Regions from separate parts of the Sus scrofa genome. Here region 2 is linked to region 1. The links are chromatin contacts, called in public HiChIP or PLAC-seq maps. All regions are on one chromosome and are shown on one strand. The core of a region is the stretch at or near the end of the contact, and the rest is flanking DNA. Distances in the headings are between cores, read along the strand shown. Region 1 holds the start of ATP5L (ATP synthase, H+ transporting, mitochondrial Fo complex subunit G). Region 2 holds the start of CCDC84 (coiled-coil domain containing 84).

The links. HiChIP or PLAC-seq counts read pairs in DNA pulled down with a chosen protein or histone mark.
Region 2: an H3K27ac HiChIP or PLAC-seq map of skeletal muscle shows a contact between it and region 1, with 4 times the contacts expected there. The contact joins the promoter of CCDC84 here to the promoter of ATP5L in region 1. A contact is called at or near these places in 1 of 5 promoter capture datasets (liver) and 1 of 2 datasets of contacts at active chromatin or transcription factors (skeletal muscle).

The regions. Positions count from the first base shown.
Region 1 is chr9:45,704,664-45,710,792 of Sscrofa11.1, reverse strand. It overlaps ATP5L (ATP synthase, H+ transporting, mitochondrial Fo complex subunit G), which reads right to left and starts at 4,344. Exons shown (of 3, transcript NM_001244137.1): 1 at 4,009-4,344. The coding sequence starts at 4,060. LOC102167309 (a long non-coding RNA gene) reads left to right here and starts at 4,021. Exons shown (of 2, transcript XR_002335663.1): 1 at 4,021-4,152.
Region 2 is chr9:46,225,814-46,232,170 of Sscrofa11.1, reverse strand. CCDC84 (coiled-coil domain containing 84) reads right to left here and starts at 1,761. Exons shown (of 11, transcript NM_001244396.1): 1 at 1,604-1,761; 2 at 1,308-1,471; 3 at 786-884. The coding sequence starts at 1,723. It also overlaps the pseudogene LOC110255442.

The DNA.
Region 1 (6,129 bases), core at 3,095-5,594:
AGCAGTCAATAAATTACATGAGATATTCAACAATGTGTTATAAAATAGGCTTTGTGGTAGGTGATTCTGCCCAACCATGGGCTAATGTAAGTATTCGAGCATATTTAAGGTGTGCTGTTATGATGTTTCTAAGTTATGATGTTTGGTAGGTTGGGTGTATTAAACGCATTTTTGACACAACATTCTCAACTTGTGATGGGTTTATTGGTAGGTGACTTTATTACACTGAGGAACTTAACTTTATTAAGTTGAGGAAGCTCTGTGCATACACCTCCCCCCCCTTGTCCACTGAGAGGGCCAAGAGGCAATGATATTCTAGTACAGAAGTACCCCCTTATCTGTGGTTTTGCTTTCCACAATTCAGTTACCTGTGGTCAATCACTGTCTGAAAGTATTAAATGGAAAATTCCATTAATAAACAATCCACGAGTTTTAAACGGTGAGCCTTTCTGGGTAGTGTGGTGAATCTCATGATGTCCCTGCTCCATCCTAATGCTCTGACACAATGCCTACATCATTCACCCACCTCATCTCAACACGCAGGCATTATAACATCTCACTCATATAAGAGTAAAGTACAATAAGATATTTTGAGAGACCACATTCATGTAGTATTTTGTTACAACTGTTCTATTTTATTAATTATTGGTATTACTCTCTTACTGTGCCTAGTTTATAGATTAACTTTATCACAGGTGTGTATGTATAGGAAAAAACAGCATACAGAATTCCTGTTGTGGCTCGGCGGGTTAAGAACCCGATGTAGTATCTGCGAGGATTTGGGTTCGATCCCTGGCTTCACTCAGTGGGTTAAGGATCTGGCAGTGCTGTGGCTGTGGCCAGCAGCTGCAGCTCTGATTAGGCCCCCAGCCCGGGAACTTCCGAATGCAATACATGCAGTAGTAAAAACAACAAGCAAACAAAAAACAAAAAAGCCACAGCATATACAGTGTTTAGTACTACCAGTAGTTTCAGGCATCCTCTGGCAGTCTTGGAACTTATCCCCTGTGATTAAAGGGTGACTACCGTAGACTAGTAGCAAGGAATATATACAGTACCTAGATCTTAGTTTCAAATTACTATTGTCCAATAAAAAGAACTCAGGTTCTTTGGAGAAATGGCTATTTTAAGGCTAGGGCAGGGAATACATAGAATCTGAAGCATCTTGTAGAACTAGAAAGGGGGAATGTCCAAAGGAGAGAGGTGCCATACTGAAAGAGTTCTCAATGGCCAAAGCTGGAATAGTTTGAGCAACAAAATAATATACTACTGGAGGTACAAAGTATGAAATAAATGTGCATGAGTCCACACAATGAATGACTGAATAAATATATGAGGCAGAGACAATTATTTCTCATAGAAGAATTCTACTAAATATATGTAGATATTCCCTCCTACAGGAGATGGAATCCTGCCTCTACCTCCCCCAATTTAGTTACTACTACTTCTTTTTTTTTTTGTCTTTTTGCCATTTCTTGGGCCGATCCTGTGGCATATGGAGGTTCCCAGGCTAGGGATCTAATTGGAGCCATAGCCACCAGCCTACGCCAGAGCCACAGCAACGCCTGATCCAAGCCGCGTCTGTGACCCACACCACAGCTCACGGCAACGCCAGATCGTCAACCCACTGAGCAAGGGCAGGGATCGAACCTGCAACCTCATGGTTCCTAGTCGGATTCGCTAACCACTGTGCCCTACGGAACTCCTACTTCTTTTTTTTTTTTTTTTTTTTTTTGCCACATCCATGGCGTGTGGAAGTTCCCGGGCTGGGGATCAAACAAGCACCAGAGCAGTGACAATGCTGGATCCTTTAACCACTAGGCCACCAGGGAACTCCTAGTTACTTGCTTCTAAAAAATATGGAAAGGAAAAAACAGTAACTTTAGGAGAAACCTAGTGAAACTACCTTAACCAAATGATGAAAGCTAATTTCACTAGTGATGTTATATGAATATCACTCACATCCTGATATGTGATTAGGGCACTTCCCTTTGGTGGTATTCTCTTTCAAAATCCATAGTTCCAGACTAATCATTACAAAAACTCCAGACAAATCCAAATTGAGGACCATCTTTATAGGACACCTAGACAGACACCTTAAGACTGTCAAGGTCATGAAAGGTAAGCAAAGACTATGAAACTGTCATAGACTGTGACAAGGCTGGATACTTAACCTGTCGCACCAGAAGAGAACTCCAATTTTTCATATACTTAACATTAACATTTAATACACTGAGTTAATTTAGAAAACAAAATATATTTCTACTTTAGCATTCTGGCCCCGGTTGAGTTCTCCTTTCTGAGTATGTCTGGAAGAATAACAACCTTTATCTTTATTCATAATAAAGAGCTGAATTAATTATAACAAGTTATATTTCATAATTTAAAACTTTCTTATTTTTTTTGTAAACTATTATTAAAATTGGTCTTACCAACTATAATGGAAAAGATAAAAATCATTTGGAAAAAAAAAATTGGTCTTCAATTCCTCAAGACACCACTGAAAAGATGTGAAAGCCAGAGTTCCTGCTGTGGCTCAGTGGAAACGAACCCAACTAGCCCATGAGGATGAAAGTTCCATCATCCCTGGACTCGCTCAGGGAGTTAAGGATCTGGTGTTGACCGTGAGCTGCGGTGTAGGCTGTGGATGGGGTTCGGATCCCGAATTGCTGTGGTTGTGGTGTAGGCTGGCAGCTGCAGCTCGGATTTGACCCTTAGCCTGGGAATTTCCATATGCCACACGTGTGGCAATTAAAAAAACAGGCAAAGAAGGAATTAAAAAAGATGTGAAAGCCATGGCAGGAGGAAAAAAAAACCCACTTGCAATTCTAGAAAATTTGTCTCAAATCATCCACAAAGTCGAAATAAGCAAGCTGCTATGTCTTCTCTTTGTACTATGTAAAAAATGTAGTGCTTTTAGTAAAGTTGCACACTTAAGTTCTTTGGTTAAGTGTATTAACTGGTAGTAGGAAGGGAACCATAGGAAGAATCAATTATTTGACTGTTAAGACTTTCAATAACTGTTCATGGAAGAAAGGAAGGAGACAATGAATAAGAAAATACCAATCACAGCAAAATAGCTTCAGAAATATTATACATATTAAAAAAATTTCTATTTACTTTTCTAATCAAATCTGACCGAAAGCTATTTAGAGATCTGCGCTTCAACCACTTACTTAGAATATAGCACATCTAATGGAAAGGCTTCCGTTAATTTAACTGATCTCATTTTGGGAATAAAATGAATAGCTTGATACCCAGCAGACAACTGAAACATTTACTCACTTAAGACTACTACTCTGGGCTGTGACTATTCACCTGTTCCGAAACACAGCGTTCGACCAGCGATGCTTTTCCAAACGGAAAATCCCCACGGACGCTGAACTATGATAATAAGGATTACTATTTACACATATCCCTTCCTATACTTACCAAGGCAGGGACATTCGTCCGTAAAGTTCAACTTCATCTGAAAACTCACTTAGATTAAAGACAAAATACCTCGGAGCCTGGCCAAGGCATAAAGCAAAGGCAACGTTCCAAAGGTCACCCATCCTTAAAAGCTCTGTAGCCTTCCAAATACTCCACCGGAAGCAGAAAAGCCGATGAGGCCGCACGTCTGTACTTCTACACGTCTCTGTCCTCACCTCCCTCGCCCTCCTAACAGAGCCATCCCCCTCCCTGCTCCTTTTCCGAGCGGTCCAAGGGCGTCATGGCGGCGGCTGCAGGGCAACCCCCGGCTGCTTGCACACTCCCTCCCCTCCCCGTCGTGGTCAAAATTCAGAACTTCTAGATTGTAGAGAGAACCCAAGCCGCAGGCCTGGCCAAAAGGCTAGAAAAGAATCGCGAATCTGCCTTCTGTCCCCAGTCCTCCTTCAGGCGGCACACACAACAGCTCCGCCGGCCCCTCGTGACCGCAGCCCGCGTCCTCCCCTCAGGCCCTCGCAGGCCTCTCCCCCGCACCCCGCGCCCGGGTACCCCAGTCGGCAGGCTTCACGCCGCGCTCACCGTTAACCAAGACCGGTGCCTTCTCCGCGAGGTTACGGACAAACTGGGCCATGGTTCTAGGAGTGAAAGTCCGTCGCTGCGACTGGCTGGCTGAATGTCACCCGCCAGGAAGGACCTGCGGCAGGACCCCGTTCCGCTTCCAAGGTCAGGCCTCCTCTTTCTGCGCCTGTCCAATATATTTAGGTGTACTGTCTCTTCGGAATCCAGTGGGTCAGTTTATTTTCTTCACTCACAAGAGGGAAAAGTGGGTATGAGAAGATGAGATCAGAGAGCAGGTAAAAAGCAACACATTTCTGCCGCAGAGAAACAGGCATTTCTTGGGGCAGCCGCTCAGGGAAGTCGGAAGACAGGAGCGGGGCGGGAAGGCGCATGTGCCCTGAGCGTCCCGGGCAGCCTGCTGCTCCCACCTCCACTTTTTGTGTAGGGTGCTTTTGCAGCTTTTCTGGGACAACGTGGGAAGTTAGGACTGGAAGGCGCTGTTGCGATTTTTCTAGGCCAACACGATCGTCTTACAAAGGCAGAGGGTCCTAGGCCAAACATGTATAGTGGGGGGGGGGGGGGGCGCTACGTAACTTGTCATCTGCCTCAGCCCATTGCTTTTCTCTAGTTGATCTTTTGTAATCCCCGTCTCCCTTGCATCCTGTATCAGGGTTAGAATCTAATTCCCTAACCAGCCACAAGGAACTGTTCAGATATAAAGAACAAAATCACATTTACTGACGGCTTCCAGTCTGTTAGGCATTCTGGAATTTAAAGAAAGCCTCTGTGTCAGGTAACGTCCCCATTTAAGACTGGAATTGATAAATGTTCATATAGCAGAGTTGGGATCTGAAGAAGTTGCATTGTAAACAAAGAAAAGGCATTAGTATGGAATTAGGCGTCTTGCTGATCTGGGAAGACTTCCTAGAGAAGGAGGTCCTTGAATTAATGTATAACAGAACACCTATGTACTACAGAGTTGAAACTTTATAGTTAAATATAACTGGAGGAAAAGATACATATAGGGAAGTGGCATTTGATGAGAAAAACAGAATAAGTAATGTACCTGGAAGAAGCCTGAGCAGAAGTAAAACTTTGATTGATGGAATGGTTAGAGGTGGAATGAAAAATTAGGAGTGATATCAAGAAGCCAAGATCAGCCTTTGAGTGAAGGAGTGATTCAGTTGCCTGATACTCTAGAGAAGTCAAAGAAAGGCTGGGGATGTTAATTTAGCAGTATGGAAACATAGATCAGTTTCAAACAATTAGGACAGAAGTCAGAGTGGATGAGTGAGAAATATGGCTATAAAGGAATATGAATCAGAAAACCAAATGAGATGTGAAACTGAAGGGAGAGATGAAGCTAGAGAGAGGGGACTGACAAGATTCCTGCTGAGGTAGGAGATAAGGTTGTTGGGATTAGCCCTGGAGTGGTGGGGCCTTTTCCACAGATGGAATGATGAAAGAGAAGTCTGAAAGTGGAAATTCTGATGTCTTTGAAATAGAAGGCAAGTTCACCTGAGTGTGAAGGGTTAAATGGGAGCGTGGGAGAGAATTTGAGGAAAGAGGTTAAGTTTGGAATAGCTGCTAAGTTAAGGACACACAGAGTTGTTGGGTAATGTTAGAGACACATTTATGGCCACACCACTCTAAAGGCTGTCATTTTTCTCCAATAGTTGTTTGTAGCTGGAATATTGGAGCAGGGAGAATGGCTGGGTTAGTTAATCTGGGTTGAGGTCTTGCATAGGAGAGTACAGAAACAAGAGGCAAGAAAGGGGAACATGATAATCAACAATTAAAATGAAAGACCTGTGGTTTGGGCCAGAAAAGTGAAGCCAAAAATGAACTGCTTAGGAAAATACATGCCCAGAGACTCATCTTCTGAAGCTAACTCCAGGGTCCAGAAGTCTAGCAAGGGAGGTCAAGTTAGCCAGGCCACACGTTTGATACGACCTTAAAAAAAAAAAGTGAAGTGTAGAGTCCTTGAAGTTTTCAGAAGGATTTCTGAAATTGCCACTGCCTTTTAATACTGTAATAAAGGAAGTGATAACAAAAGGTTGTAAGTCAGATGTTCATTTATTAAATACAAGTTTGAACAAACACCCCCAGGCAAGTTTGATCAGAAGTAACCTTCCTGGAATG
Region 2 (6,357 bases), core at 512-3,011, 520 kb before region 1:
CCTACCTCTCTTTCCCCCTTGCGGGGGTGGGGTGGGGTGGGGGTTGTCTCAAGGAGAACTTCTCATTGCCCCTTTACCTAGTTTTTCCTTCTTTAAGCTCCTTACCATAATGACTCCACTTCTCCTGTGTAACTGCTAACTTGATTTTTCTGTTTGCTGCTTCCATCTCTGAATCTCATCTTCCCTGTCATGCACTGAAGGGGCTTTTGGGGTAAGCTCTGTGTTTAGGGGCCGCCTCCAACCCTCAGCAACCCTAGATCTTTGCCTATTTCCTTCTCAGATCCCCTACTGCCTAGCCAGGGCTGCGTGTGCAAGGAGAGGACGGGTTACCAACCGTTTCTCCTTTCCCAACCCCTGCACATTACAAAGATCTTCCCCACACCCTTTTCTGACTTTATTTTTTGATCTATGAGGTTGCAACAAACTAGGTGTTTTTAGAATAAAGGAGAATGGAAAAAAGGAAGAAAATAGCCTCTTCTGTTCCTAAAGGACCTTAGTAGTCTCTCTGTCACACATTAAGTAATTGCTTACTGCCAACTTTCATTACATGCTGTTCTCTATTGGCTCAATACACTAAATCCCATGCCCTAACTAGATTATAAACCTTTCAAGGACTCTGTCATAGTTTTTTTGTGTCCAAAATAGTGCCTAGAATGAGTGCTACGAAGAAAATGGATACTAATGAGGTCCACCATACTTCTAATGAATAGACGAAGCTCCAGTACCTAACACAGACCCAGAAAATCCACACTCTGCCACTTAATCATTCATAACCAGGGACTTACCGTGCATAATCCTGGGGGGAGATCAGAAACTTCTCTTTCATCTGGAACTCAGCCTTGTTCTCCCACCAGAATTTGTTGGTTGCTTTCTTGTGCTCTGGGCTGAGGTTGGAGAGGATAAGTAATCTCAATGAGAGATTAAAGAATATTACTCAGATATATAGGCATTAAATAAATAATGCAAATTGACGTCTGGGTTTCTGCCTCTGGGCAAGGCTGAGAGATGTATGCTGTTAGTAGTCTCTTCCAGCATCTCCAGTCTCCTCCCAATAAAAATGGAAGAATCTGAGAGGAAGTGATGGGCAGCAACCTTGTCTGAGGCAGCTGCTCAGCTGGCTTTCGAGCTAGACCTCCAACACCACTGGGACCATGGCAGCCATAAACTTGCTACCCTTGATGCCTATAAGAGGATTCAATTATCTACCCTGATCAAATCACAAAAGCGTTCTTCCTCTCACCCACCCCAAACCCTCCCTTCCACAAGTGTGCTCGATTTTGTTATGCGGCTCCTGACACGGCGCTCACCTGGCCAGATGCTCCAGGAGCCCCCCGTGCAGCACGGTCAGGTTTCCGTGGCTCAGGTGTTTCCGCACCTCACAACTGCAGCACAGGCACCAGCAGCTGCGCTCGTGCTCGGGCACGTAACGCTCCACCTGAGCGGCGCGGATCGCCTTGCGGGCAGCCTCTACCTGTGGCAGAAAGGGGGAGAGGCTAAGTGGAACCCCGGCGGGACTTTCAGATCCCAAGCCCTCCGGCCCTCCCTGCTCGCTCGCATCCCCGCCCCCGGGCTTCCATGGTCCCCTCCGGCCTCCTGTCCGCACCTGCGGCAAGAGCCGCTCCAAAGCCACCTTCAGCTGCCGCTGGTGCTTGCGGCTGTAGACGTGCCCGCGACCGCAGAAGAAAGTCTGGCGGCAAAGAGGGCAGCGCTGCGCCGGCGCCATCGGCGCGGGACTCGGGATCCGCGATGCGGAGCTGCTCCTTTGCCGTCCGGTGACCTCTGACCTCTAGGGGGCGGGGCGAACCCATCTGCCCCCAGTGGAGGGCAGGCGCCACTGCAAGCCCTTCTGCGGCTGCGCGGGTTTTCTCCTGGCTGCCTCACGGCGCGCAAACCCAGCCAGTCGTCTAGTCACCTAGTGCTGTGTGTTCGGATGAGGTGGTCGATTTCGCTTGTGCAGATGCGGGGAAAGAGCGCGCAGGTTGGGACACAGACAAGGACCAATACAGACAATGTAACAATCATAACTAGTGTTTAATAGGGTGCTCAGTGTGTGTCCAAAGCTTTTGTTAACTACCTCACGTAGGAGGACCCTTCGTGGCTCAGCGGGTAATGAACCTGACTAGGATCCATGAGGACGCGGGTTCCATCCCTGGCCTTGCTCAACGGGTTAAGGATCCGGTTGGCGTGAGGTGTGATGTAGGTGGCAGACACGGCTCGGATCCTGTAGGCTAACAGCTACAGCTCTGATTGGACCCCCTAGCCTGGGAACTTCCATATGCTAAAGCAAAAAAATTGCAAACCCCCCCAAAAAACTACCTCATGTAATCCTCAGAATAACCCAATGGGATGACTATCCTTACTGGCATTTTGCAAGCAGGAAACTGAGGCGTGAAGGAGGAAGTAATTCTATGGAAGGTTGCACAGGTGTAAAGTGGCAGAGGCAGTACCAGCTGGCTGTTGGGAACACAAACTGAAGGCCTAATCTGAGACCTAATCACACTCATACCACCATGGGGTGTTCTGAGCATTGCTCCTGTAAAGATGTAATGGCAAAGCCAAAAAGGTTGCAGAATCATTGCTAAGAGAAGACATTTTTAATCTGTAAACATGCTCGGAGTTTCCTTATAGCACAGCAAGTTAAGGACCCAGAGTTCTGGTCTCTACTGTGGTGCAGCTTCAATCCTTGACCTGGGAACTTCCGCCTGCCCAGGGTGCAGTAAAAGGAACCCAAAAAACAAAAAACGGTAAACCTGCTAATCTAGAGGAATTTTACTAATTCTTCATAAGCCACTTCTCCCAGAGTCAACTGCCTTCCTATCTCCTTTCAGACCTAAGGTAAATTGCTCCTTCACAGGGCTAAAATCCCCAGACTATCATCTCTACCCTAGAGCTCCCTCCAAAAAAAAGACTGGGTCCTAGCCCAGACCTTACTTGAAAGATGAGCAAATAAAGCTGGTATGGTGTCCCTAGCTTTCCTTAGATTTGTTAACGGTGGAGTTCTCTGGTGGCTCAGTGGATTAAGGATCTAGTGTTGTCACTGCTGTGGCTGGAGTCACTGCTGTGGTGCAGGTTCAATCTCTGGCCTAGGATCTTATGCCTTTTTTTTGGCTGCCAAAAAAAAAAAAAAGATTTGTTGCTGGTGCTGGTGCATTAACCTGGATGGGTTACAATGTCTGTGGGTGTATACAGTCAACTACATAATTCAGACCCAGAAAGTAGTCAGACTCCCCTTCAGGTCTTGACTTCCTGTTGAAGCTTCCCTTTACACTCAGGCCTCTACCATATGTGATCCATTTTCCGTTTTTGTTTGTTTGTTTGGTTGGTTGGTTGGTTTTTTTTGTTTTTTGTTTTTTTTTTAGGGCTGTACCAGTGGCATATGGAGGTTCCCAGGCTAGGGGTTGATTTGGAACTGCAGCTGCTGGCCTACACCACAGCCACAGCAACTTGGGAGCTAAGCCACATCTGTGACCTACACTGCAGGTCACAGCAACACTGGATCACCAACCCACTGAGCAAGGCCAGGGATCAAACCTGCGTCCTCATGGATACTCAGACTCTGGTCTTAAAGTCTCTAAAGTGACTTTCCTGATTAATTTAATGTCTCTAAACAGCCTTCAGGAAATATCTAAATTTTGCAGCATGATTTTTTAACACTAGGTTTCCTAACCTCCTTTTCAGTCTTGTCTCCCACTTGTTCCCCCTTCCCCCTCCCTCCTCCACACTCTCCTCCAGGCAATAGTCCTGCAGTCCTTTTGCTCCTGTGTACTTTAGCATCTCTAGCCTTTGGTTCCCTCTGCCTGATAAATTCTTTCTATTATATAGGGCTCTGAAAGATGAACTAGAATGAAATTTCCATACGGCTGGTGACTTTGTCTGGAATGTGGTAAGCTTTCAATCTATTTATAAGCTCTTAGATCAATTCATGATTGAATGAATGAAATGTCATCCCTTTTGTGAAGATGTCTAGAGTGGATACTGCAGAGTTTATTTTCAATTCCAAGGTCCTTTGCTCATCCTATTGCTTTTTGTTTAGCAGCCAGTGGAAAGCCCAGTAGTTAAGAATCTCCTGAAGTGCAGAGATGTGTCTTGGTCATACCTGACTTGTTCAAACTAGCAGAAAAGTTCTACACATGTTCGTCAAATTGTTAAAATCATCAAGATGTTAACTTAATTAAAATTAAGTGGTCAGCATGCCCACAACTAGGAAGAAGCCTGGGAAGCATGCAGCTAACAGTCTGCTAATTAATAGGGTCAAGCTACAAAACAGGCAAAGGGACAGTTTTATTTATTTGAGTTCCTGTTGTGGCTCAGTGGTAATGAACCAAACTAGTATCCATGAGGACATGGGTTTGATCCCTGGCCTCACTCAGTGGGTTAAGGATCTGGCGTTGCCATGAACTGTGGTGTAGGTCATAGATGTGGCTCAGATCCTGAGTTGCCATGGCTGTGGTGTAGGCTGGCAGCTGCAACTCCAAATCAACCTCTAGCCTGGGAATTTCCATATGCTGTGGATGGAGCCCTAAAAGACAAACATAAATAAATAAATAAATTGTGGAGTTACTGTTGTGCACAGTGGAAACAAATCCGACTAGGAACTATGAGCTTGAGGGTTCGATCCCTGGCTTCGCTCAGTGGGTTAAGGATCTGGCGTTGCCGTGAGCTGTGGTGGAGGTCACAGACGTGGCTGGATCTGATGTTGCTGTGGCCGTAGCGTAGGCCATCAGCTGGAGTTCCGATTCGACCCCTAGCCTGGGAACCTCCATGTGCTGCGGGTGCAGCCCTAAAAAGAAAAAAAAAATTGTAAAAAGTGGAGTTCCTCTGTGTTTCAGAGGGTGAAGGACCTGGTGTTGTCACTGCTGTAGCTCAGGTTTCTGCCGTGGTACTGGTTTGAGGCCTGGGAACTTTCACATGCCGGGGGATGCAGCTTAAAAGAAAAAACAATTGTAAAAAGTACTTTTTTGTATAAAAAAAAAAAAAAAGGATTTCCCATTGTGGCTCATTGGGTTAAGAACCTGACATAGTCTCCATGAGGATGTGGGATCCTGTGTTGCTGTGGCTGTAGCATATAGGCCAGCAGCTGTAGTTCTGATTCGACCCCTAGCCCAGGAAATTCCATGTGTCACAGATGTGGCCATAAAAAGTAAAAAAAAAAAAAAAAAGCTGTACTGAGGCTATAAATAAAAAGGAATTGTCTTCCATATCTTTTGCTACCCACCAGTCCCCAAAGATGACAATTACTGTTTCATACTTACTTTCTTCAAGACATTTTCTGTGCTTATACAACATATTTGTATATATAAACATAGTTTCTGTCACATTTGGAATCATATGGATATACTGTTCTGCTGCTGTTTGCTTTTCACCCCTAAAAATGTATTGTGAATATTTTGCTACATCAATACATTGAGTGTGTTTTTTGTTTTTTGGCTTTTTGGGTTTTTTGTTTGTTTGTTTGTTTGCTTTTTAGAGCTTCACCCATGGCATATGGAGGTTCCCAGGCTGGGGGTCGAATCATAGCTGCAGCTGCCAGCCTACACTGCAGCCACAGCAATAGTGGGATCCGAGCCATGTCTGCGACCTACACCTCAGCTCATGGCAACACCAGATCCTTAACCCATGAAGCTAGGCCAGGGATCAAACTCGAATCCTCATGGATTCTAGTCAGATTCGTTTCTGCTGTGCCAGGAAGGGAACTCCCTGAGTATGATTTAAATACTATCTCTATCCCCATGACTCTCAAATGTATATACATCTTCAGCTCAGTCTTATCTTCTGAACTCTGGACTTATAACAGTTATTGGCTTGACATAACTTCCCTGATGTCTCACAGGTTCTAAACACAGAATTGCTCAAATCTGCTGCTCCTGCACAGTCTCCCCTCTTCATCATTGACCCACCCAATCACTCAAACCAAATATCTCAGAGTCATTCATTTCTCCTCCTGCATCCCATCAACCCGGTGACTTCTTGATTCTGCCTCCAAGCTGCTCCTCTCCATTTCTACTGTCACTGCCCCAGTCCACTTGGACTCTGCCTTCACCTCACTACAGGCCTTCCTGCTTCCATGTTTGCCCCCTACAAGTCACTCTCTTTTTTTGGCTTCACTGGTGGCATGTGGAAGTTTCCAGACCAGGAATCAAACCCATACCACAGTAGTGACCTGAGCAGCAGCAGTGACAATGCTGGATTCTTAACCTATTGCACCACAAGGGAACTCCAAGTCACTTTCAATGGGTGACTAAGCATCATTTTAAAAATAAAATTGGGTTACTTCAATTAATTTCCACTAAAAAAAAAATCCAAATTCTGTATCATAGCCCTGAAAAGTCCAGTCTCTGCCTCCCTCACCAGTCTCAC